3 separate regions of the Oryctolagus cuniculus genome follow, and all the other regions are linked to region 3. A link is a contact called in public Micro-C data. All regions are on one chromosome and are shown on one strand. Each heading gives the region's core, a stretch centred on a gene start, on an enhancer-like site or on the middle of the called end of the contact. The rest is flanking DNA. Distances are from core to core; before and after follow the strand shown. Region 1 overlaps LOC138848959 (a long non-coding RNA gene). Region 2 has its middle 13 kb from the start of WDR75. Region 3 overlaps COL5A2 (collagen type V alpha 2 chain).

What was found. Hi-C and Micro-C count contacts between places; a contact is called where the count stands out from the background.
Region 1: a Micro-C map of ear pinna shows a contact between it and region 3, with 12 times the contacts expected there. The contact joins two enhancer-like sites. A contact is called at or near these places in 2 of 6 Hi-C or Micro-C datasets (ear pinna and psoas muscle).
Region 2: a contact with region 3 is called in a Micro-C map of ear pinna, with 17 times the contacts expected there. The contact joins two enhancer-like sites. A contact is called at or near these places in 4 of 6 Hi-C or Micro-C datasets (ear pinna, embryonic fibroblasts, psoas muscle and 1 more).

What each region holds. Positions count from the first base shown.
Region 1 is chr3:51,029,082-51,032,141 of mOryCun1.1, forward strand. All of the region lies in intron 2 of LOC138848959 (a long non-coding RNA gene), which reads left to right. Among named protein-coding and RNA genes, the nearest start is that of WDR75, 100 kb to the left of the region's middle. Within about 2 kb of position 1,585, at least 1 of the 8 cell types and tissues checked has an H3K27ac peak or open chromatin away from gene starts, as enhancers often do. A contact at or near this core is called in ear pinna, where this site is marked.
Region 2 is chr3:50,942,044-50,945,218 of mOryCun1.1, forward strand. No RefSeq gene overlaps it. Among named protein-coding and RNA genes, the nearest start is that of WDR75, 13 kb to the left of the region's middle. Within about 2 kb of position 1,473, at least 4 of the 8 cell types and tissues checked have an H3K27ac peak or open chromatin away from gene starts, as enhancers often do. A contact at or near this core is called in ear pinna, where this site is marked.
Region 3 is chr3:51,301,736-51,304,929 of mOryCun1.1, forward strand. COL5A2 (collagen type V alpha 2 chain) reads left to right here. Exons shown (of 53, transcript XM_070070485.1): 6 at 2,136-2,246. Among named protein-coding and RNA genes, the nearest start is that of COL5A2, 86 kb to the left of the region's middle. Within about 2 kb of position 1,481, at least 3 of the 8 cell types and tissues checked have an H3K27ac peak or open chromatin away from gene starts, as enhancers often do. A contact at or near this core is called in ear pinna, where this site is marked.

The DNA.
Region 1 (3,060 bases), core at 335-2,834, 270 kb before region 3:
GAGTGCCTTTAGGGCTGATTCTGAGGCCAGAGTGCTATTTAGGACATCCGCCATTCTATGAGTCTGCTGAGTATCTCACTTCCCATGTTGGATCACTCTCCCCTTTATTTATTCTATTGGTTAGTGTTAGCAGATACTAGACTTGTTTATGTGCTCCCTTTGACTCTTAGTCCTTTCATTATGATCAATTGTGAACTGAAATTGATCACTTGGACTAGTGAGATGGCATTGGCACATGCCACCTTGATGGGATTGAATTGGAATCCCCTAGTATGTTTCCAACTCTACCAATTGGGGCAAGTCAGCCCGAGCATGCCCCAAATTATACATCTCTTCCCTCTCTTATTCCCACTTTTATGTTTAACAGGGATCACATTTCAGTTAATTTTCAACACTTAAGAATAACTGTGTGATAATTACAGAATTAAACCAGTCATATTAAGTAGAACAGACAAAAAAAAAATACTATGAGGGATAATGTATTAAGTTGTCCATTAGCAGTCAGGGCTATGCTGATCAAGTCACCATTTCTCATAGTGTCCATTTCACTTCAGGAGGTTTCCTTTTTGGTGTTGAGTCAGTTGTCACCAATCAGGGAGAACATATGGTATTTGTCCCTTTGGGACTGGCTTACTTCACTCAGCATGATGTGTTCCAGATTCCTCCATTTTGTTGCAAATGACTGGATTTCGTTGTTTCTTACTGCGGTATAGTATTCTAAAGAATACATATCCCATAATTTCTTTATCCAGTCTACCATTGATGGGCATTTAGGTTGGTTCCAGGTCTTGGCTATTGTGAATTGTGCTGCAATAAACATTAGGGTGCAGACCGCTTTTTTCTTTATCAATTTAAACTCCTTTGGGTAAATTCCAAGGAGCCATGCACTTTAGTTTGAACATTACTTTTAGTCACTGTTCTTTCAACACTTAATTTTAAACTTACAATCCTTTTCTATATTGTTTTCTGAAAAGAAGCATAATATTGGAATTTTCTTCTTGGGTCTCCTGCTCTGTCCCTTCATGTCTGTGCCATAGCCAAATTTCATGTCAAAGTCTTGATCTTTTCTTTCTGTAGGTATATGAATATTTTAAGTTATCACCACACAAGACACAGGAATGCTATAGCTTTTGTGTTTTAAGAGGGTTAGAGGATGTGCCCCAAAATATGAGAAATTAATATGTTTATCATCAATAATAGTGAGCTTTTATGTTAGTTAATTGAGTCCAGCTATGTAGTGTTAATTTGGGGAAACTAATTTATCTGAGGTTTGGTTTCATTGTCTTTCAAATAATATAAAGATTGGAAATAATGTTTGTTGAGCATCTTGCACAACTAAAACATAGCAGGCAATAAAATGATTACTGAGAACAGAATCTAAAGCTCCAAAAAAAAAAAAGTGAAAAATAGTCTTGTTTGACATTGATATTTACATAGCATATATGCTGTCTCTCCATCATATTGTCCACAGCAGTGCTAATTTGTCCATTGAGTCTAGTTCTAGGTTTGGAATTAATTCATAAAGAATCATTGCCAGTTAACTCAGGAGGGGAAATGAGCTTCAACCATTTTCTATTCTTTATGTAGTACAGTTATTTCACTTTATGGAAGAGAGCAATGCTTCCCAGATAAGTTATGTAATTTTTCTAAGGCAACACATTTTGACATGATCAGAACCCAGCAGTTGAAGCCACAATTCTTACTTCAGTTCTCCTCTAACAACAAATTCTTTCTTGTTCATATTTTCTCTTAATCACTGGGGTAGAGATTCATTATCATTTTCCATGCTTTTTTGAACAAATAAATTAATCCATGATTTCTTAAACTAATATCTGTTGGTTTACATAAATGAGCCACACTGACCACTTTATACTCTGATTATATGTGTTTTTTTAAAAAAAGCATGGTGTTTGATTCAAACCTTATGTTCTCTTGGCTTTCAGAGAAAAAATAAATAAAAAGCCAGAAGGTCAGCAGATGTTGAAGGAGGTATAATCAAGGTAAATAATTAGATAACGAGGAAGTGGTTTCCTTAGCAAAGATTACTCTAAAAATTTTCCACATACCCTCCTTTGATTGTTGGACTTTTTTTTTTTCTGGTCTGGATAGTATGCTGTAAATTTTGAGTTGGAATCCACTGAAGCTGGCAACAGTTAAATTAATACTCCTTTTCACTGAAAACATGCTCTTGCTTGCTAACAACTACAAAATTAATTTGGTTTTACTTAGCCAAAGGCAAAACAGGATGAGAGAAGACAATGTGAAGTCTCTTTTTCACATCACTTATGCCTCCACCCCCACTGTTTTTTGTTTGTTTTAGTTACATTTTCAAACATTCCCTCATTTTCCCATGTTCTGTGTTCGCCTTGGAAAATCTTCTAATAGCACAGATGACAAACAGGAGTTCCAGGAGTGCTGACTCATCACAGCAGAAAGTCCAGTGGTTTGGCAAACACTGCCGCTTGCAACTGTTGAGACTGGCCCTTGGACAAATGAGTCCATGGCAGCAGATGTCACTGTTGGTCTATCTTAGCTTTGTGGAACTTCTTGACTTGTGTTTGCTCTTGGGTGTATGAGCTCAGGAATCCTAGATTTTAGGCAGTAGGTTCTTGTGGGATAGTCTCATGATGGCCTGTGGCACCAGCATAAGGACCAAGTTCTTATGCTTGGAACCCAATTTAATTATATAGAATATTTATTATTAACATTAGTGCTATTTTCATTTTTAAATTAAGATCTTTCTCATAATGTTCACTTTTTATAAAATATTCATTTATTTGAAAGGTAGAGTTATAGAAGGGGAGAGAGGAAAGGAGTGGGAGAGGGAGAAGGAGAGGGAGAGGGAGAGAAAAAGTTATTTTCTATTTGCTGTCTCACTGCAATGGCTGAGGCTATGCCAGGCTGAAGCCAAGAGCCAGGAGCTTTCCCAGTCTCCCACATGGGTGGCAGGGGCCCAGGCACTAGGGCCATCTTTCACTGTTCTCCCAGGCACATTAGCAGGAAACTGCTGGGTTGGGAGTAGACAAGCTGGGTCTCAAACTGGCACTCATATGAGATGCT
Region 2 (3,175 bases), core at 223-2,722, 360 kb before region 3:
AGAGGGAAGGAGGAGGAAGGTTGGGAGCACATGTGGGATGGAGGGTATGGTGGGAAGTATCACTACGTTCCTAAATTTATACATGAAATACATGAAATTTGCATACCTTAAATAAATTTTTTTTAAAAAAACCGCAACTACAGAAATACAGATATACCACATGGTGGCAGCAAAGTTACATCATTATTTTTGCAAGTTTTTTTTTTTTTTATACTTCACTGTACTAGAAATTACAGTGATCCTGTTAGAAAATTGAAAAATTCTGTAGATGTTTAATTAATGAAGAAGCTTAGTAGAATGTTATAGAATGAGTATTTATCAACATGAAGAAATGCAAAAAGATTTTGGGAACGTTAATCATCCTTATGTGCAAAAATATCTCTTGAATCTTAAATTCTGAAACTTCAAGTTGTTTTTGTAATCAGATTCCTCTGCTTCATTGTTTTTTCTCTGTCTACTATAAAAGTTTCATGAACTTTATTCTGTAACATTTAGGTTTTGAGAATGGGGTCATTCATGGCTCACAGGATATTATGCTGTGCTGAATGTGAACCTCTACAAATTCCAGCTGTTAATAGGACACGCAGTTCTTTTTCAGACAGCCTTCTTAGGCATGATGCCTAAGTTTAATTTCCATGTGTAAAGTCATACTTAAAGTATGTAAACTGAAACAGATGTTAGTACTCTGAGAGTACATTTGGTGCACGAAGGAATAGTTCCCCAGTCTATTCTTCCACTCCTACTTGATTTTAAAAGCTCCTTTGAATAGAAAAGGGTCTCAGGAGAACTATCTAGAATCTTTGACCCCATTAGTGTGTAGCAATTTACTCCTGGGAAACAGTTGCACCACATAAATGTTAGATTCTGCTTGAAACTCCCTTCCTTAATAGAATTTTCTTTTCTTCCATATAAACTCTAAGCTTTGTTTATTCTTCAATTAGGAAGATGTCCACCCTAATATTACCAATCTAATTCTTACTTATATTGTCATTCAAGTAATAATTCTAAACTTCTGTTTTCCCAAAGTTTACCAGTAATAGCCAGATGTTTTTATATAATTTCTCACCGATAATAGTTCAGATTTTAAAATACTATATTAATATGTCAAATATTTTGAAAGGCTTCCAGTATGTGAATTTTATTGGCAACAGATCATAGATTTCTAACCATGCTATGATTTGTGCTTCAAATAATTTGAGATAGAATTATTAGAACTAATTAACTACTTCTTTTTCTTTCTTCTTTACTTTTCTTCCACCTTTATTTGAAAAGAGAGTGACAGAGAAAAGGGAATATATGGAGAAAGACAGATCTTTTATCAGCTGATCTACTCCCTAAATTGCTGCAACAGCTAGGTCTAGGCCAGGCTGACTCCAGAAGTCAGGAACTCCGTCCTGGTCTCCCACATGTGTGGCAGAGGCCCAACCACTAGGGCTATCTTCTGTTACCTACTCAGTTGTGTTAGCATGAAGCTGGATCTGAAGCAGTGCAGCTGGGACTTGAACTGGCACTTACATATGGGATACTGGTGTCACAAATGGCAATTTATTCCACTGTGCTACAATGTCAGCTGCTCCATTCTGTTTTTGAAATTATTTGTTGACTATGCTAGGATAAAAAGGCTAATTAAAACAGATAGACCCTAGTCTTAAGGAACATTCAGAAACTTAGTCATGGAATACATAGCCATCAAACCATAATTTATTGTTATATTGGCAAAGAGAAAAGTTTTGACAGCAAAGAAGAGGCAGTCTATGATTCTAAGGATGGAAGAAGAATTTACAGATAAAAATATTGGAATTAAATATTGAAAGATAGAGGATAATTGCTGCAGGCAGGGAAGTGGAAGTATTTTCTATGTTGCAGAGTAGAATGTACAGTGGAATGATGAATTTATGGAACATAAAGAACTTGGATATGGTTTACCCACAGACACATGGAGGGAGTAATAAGGTGATGTGAATGGAAAGAAGGATGAAAATAGATTTAGTCATGGTTAAAGATTTGAAAATATGAATGCAAAATTTTATTTAACAAAAATACAGTCTTCAGACTTAAATTTGTATCAAGATAGAAATATATTACCATTTGGTATACTAAAAATTTAAAGATTTATTTATTTGAAAGGCAGAGAGAAAGAGAAAGAGAAAGAGAGAATCTTCCATCTGCTGCTTCACTCTCTAAATGGCCACAATGGCTGGAGCTGGGCCAAGCTGAAGCCAGGAACCAGGAGCTTCTTCCAAGTTTCCCATGAGGGTACAGAGTCCCAAGCACTTAGGCCGTCTTCTGCTGCTTTCCTAGGTGCATTAGTAAGGATCTAGATTAGAGGTCGAGCAGTTGGGACTTGAACCATCTCCCATATGGAATGCCAGTACTGAAGGCAGAGGCTTAACCTTCTATGCCACAGCGCTGGCCCCTGTATAGTAAAAATTTAAATAGATAATCTTTAAAACTTTTTTTTTTTTTAATTTGAGAAAGACACGGAAAGAGATGGAAAGAGAGGAAGTACTGTTCTGCTGATTCACTCCTCAGATATCCTCAGTGAATCCAGGAGCCAGAAACTCAATCCAGGTCACCCCACAGGGTGGCAGGGACAGAATCACTCGTGCTCTCATTACTGACTCCTAGGTCTGAGTTAGCAAGAAGCTGGAATCAGGGGCCAGGACTTGAACTCAGGCATTCCAGTATGGAATGTGAGTGTACCTACTGACATCTTAACTGCTAGATCAACAGTCCACCTCACAGATTGATAATGTTAATGAGTTATATTCCAATTTTATGCATATAGTACATCAACTGACTAAAAATTTCAGGAGTTCCATGAAAATAAAATGTCTCCCTGAATTTTACTTTAAATATAAAGTCACTGATTATTCAGGTCTGTATTTATTTAGCTTCTAGATTAGGAAGCTGAGCTTTGGTGAAAAATGCAATTGGTATATGCTTTTAAGGCTATATTTATGACTAATAACCTTGTCTTTCCTAATGGCCAAGTTTTCTGGCTAAATGATAGCTCTAATACACGTTAAATATAACAGAAATAATTTAATTATCTGGACCACATTTTACAAAGTAAAACTTAGTTCAAAGTACATATGGAGGAATTTATGTTTAATAAATTTTTTTGTGTGTGTGATTTTCCTAGATTTTAGAACTGCTGACAGAAATGTATCAG
Region 3 (3,194 bases), core at 231-2,730:
TCCAAGTAACTTCACCGTGACAAGCAACAGCCTGTCAGGAGATGGACAGTGTGCTGAGCCCCAGTTCTACAAGACACCTACCCTCTATAGGAATCAGTTTCCTTATTTATAAAACATGAAAATAAACCAATTATCAGTTCTAATATTTTATCATGTACATGTGAGAATGGGGGGAGGCATAAAAGGGAAGATAGAGAGAGAGGCTATTAACCAGCAGTAAGTAAAATTCTAGACTATTCTGTCAGTCTTTTCTACTTGTGGACGTCTACACGTCGCCACCTAGTGGCAATCTACAAGCATTTTTTTATTGTAGATTGCTGTCTGAGATTAATGAATATTCTGGGGGATGGGAGGTGATGATGATAATATTTATCTAAAAATAAACATTATATGATTCATTTTAGTTGGAAATATAAAAACATTTAAATGGATTCTAAAATTGTGATTTGTTTTAAATATTTTCCAATAAATATTTTTGTATACTCTAATTTTTTTTTCTGATGGGCAATTTTGTTTATACTTATTGAAATTTGGATAGTTGTCATATATTTATATTAACTTTAATTTCAATTATATAAGATTATATAATGTAGGTTATTTAAAAAGAATTCCATCGGCTGGTGCCGTGGCTCACTAGGCTAATCCTCCGCCTTGTGGCGCCGGCACTCCGGGTTCTAGTCCCGGTCGGGGCGCCGGATTATGTCCCGGTTGCCCCTCTTCCAGGCCAGCTCTCTGCTATGGCCTGGGAGTGCAGTGGAGGATGGCCCAAGTACTTGGGCCCTGCACCCACATGGGAGACCAGGAGAAACACCTGGCTCCTGAAGAAAAAAAAAAAAAAAAAAGAATTCCATCAAAACACAGACTGGATTGTGAAGTCTGAGAAAGTAGATTTTTCTCTTGATCAGATTTGAAATATGATCGTTCATCACAGAAGGCTAGAGAGGGACACAGCCTGTGTTGAGGTTTAACATACCGAAACTTCTCTTTGCTTTCACTGACATTGAGTATAGTGTGTTTTATCTTTGGAAACCTCAGTGGGAGCAGAGATTATCTTTTAACTCACTTTTTGTATATAATAATACTTGATTATCAATTAACATTTGAAGATTGCAAAAATACTATGAGGATTTTCCATACAAGGTTCTATGAATAAGTCAGACGATCCATTAATATCTACATTCATATGATCCAGCACTCCTAGACAGCAATTTAAATCACCCTCTATTATGTTTAATGAAAAGAGTAAAGTGAACTGTCAGTGATTTAGGAGTTATAGGAGGTTTGATTTTTAAAAGATGAGAATAACTTTCTGGCTCTTCTTGGTTAACAAGCCAGAAAATATTTAACAAAGACTGCTGGGGACGATGAGGGTAGGCACTGAGCATTTCCAGAACTGAGGACGTGGCAGTTCCCCAAGCAGTCTTCAAATGGGCGTTACGAGAAGGGTGGGACTTGGCTGCTGGAAGTCATTGCTCATGTCTCTGAGAACTAGACTTGGCTGGGTAACAGTGCCTTTGCCTCAGATTTCTCCTTGGTTTAGTCTTCCTCTGGTGGTGGGAAGGAAAATAAACAGTGCTGTAGTTACAGTACTCAAGAGGACTGAAATGTGAAAATGGCATATTTATATATTGAGTGCCTTCTGTGCACCAGGAGCTAAACAAAACATTAAACATTTATAGTTGAAAATCACCAACAAATTACAATTAAGGGGCCCTCACATTTTCACATTTTTGTTTTTTGGCAGAGATGGTGGTGAAGTAGGCACATAACTAGTTGAGTTATAATCCAGAGATATGAATTTAATTGTGTTGTTCAAAAGATAATTTTGAACAACCAGGCTCAACTTAGGAGGCTCATTTTAGAACCTGGTGAACTGAAAGTCATTGTATGATTATTTCAAGACAGTTGACTCCTAGAGATTTAACATATCAAGTAAAATTTCTCACCGAGACTTTATCCCAAGATGTAGTTATTTTCATCGGTGCTGAAATTGAGTAGGTTACAGTAGGTGATAAAATTGCCACTTATCTTTAGACGAATGGACACTCCATGTCCATCAAGAAATCTGTGCTTTTAGCTTTTTGCTAAGTACATATTTAGAAGTGGGTTCTAATATCTATGGCATGTTTTCCCAGGGTCCTCGTGGGCCTCAAGGAATTGATGGAGAACCTGGTGTTCCTGGTCAGCCTGGTGCTCCGGGGCCTCCCGGACACCCGTCCCACCCAGGACCCGATGGCATGAGCAGGGTGAGTTGTGTACATTGTCCAATGCCATATACCAGATGTACATTATTGTCTTATTGCTATGATTTAAAACTGTGTCACTTCAGATACTCTTGACTATAAGAACACTTAAATTAACACATTGCTGCCATAAACAACAATAAAACTAATTACTCCACAGTAAATTATAGCATTTTTAAAGTGCTGCTTCAAGTTATTTGTAGGTTTCAATATTAATTCTGGACTTCATGTAATTTCTGACGATTCTGAAGGACCAGTGACCCTTCCCTTTGTGAACTGAGAAAAGAGATGTATTCCTTATTCTTTGCTCTTCTCTGGGCTCTCACTACTGACAAAGCCTGTGCTGCACACCAAGAGAGGATGACTCATCCATGATGATATCTATGATTCTTATAGATCTCTATGATATCTAGGAAAGGGCCACTGAGTTAGCACTAATAAAATCCATCTAATTATTCCTTAGATTTTTATTTTCTGCCTGAAGTAAAATACGACGAAATGTTTTTCTACATTTGCAACTTTGAATTCTTCCTGGCAGACATAGGGGTTTTGCGACTAGATGGCATAGCATAGCAGACAGATGGAGCCTCAATGTGAGTTTTGTTTTACAAGAATTCATACTTCTGTTTCTCAGCTGATTGCAGAAGAAATTACCAGACTGTTTTTTAAACAATACACTCTTATTTCCCACTAAAATCTCGAAATTAGCATTAGCACCGGAATGAATATGAATCATTCTGGTCAATTTGATTACTTAGGTCTCTTAAGTGAAAAAGAGAGTAGGTGAAATAGTTTGCAATTCTGACACATTCAGAGATTCATGAAAAGGCTTATGAAATTTTTATCAGCTTACATAAATCCAAGTTAACATTGACTTGCCGGAGCAAAGAATAAAGAGTACCATCTAAATAGTCAGAAATAGAATCTGGAATCTCTAGCACGACTGTTTTA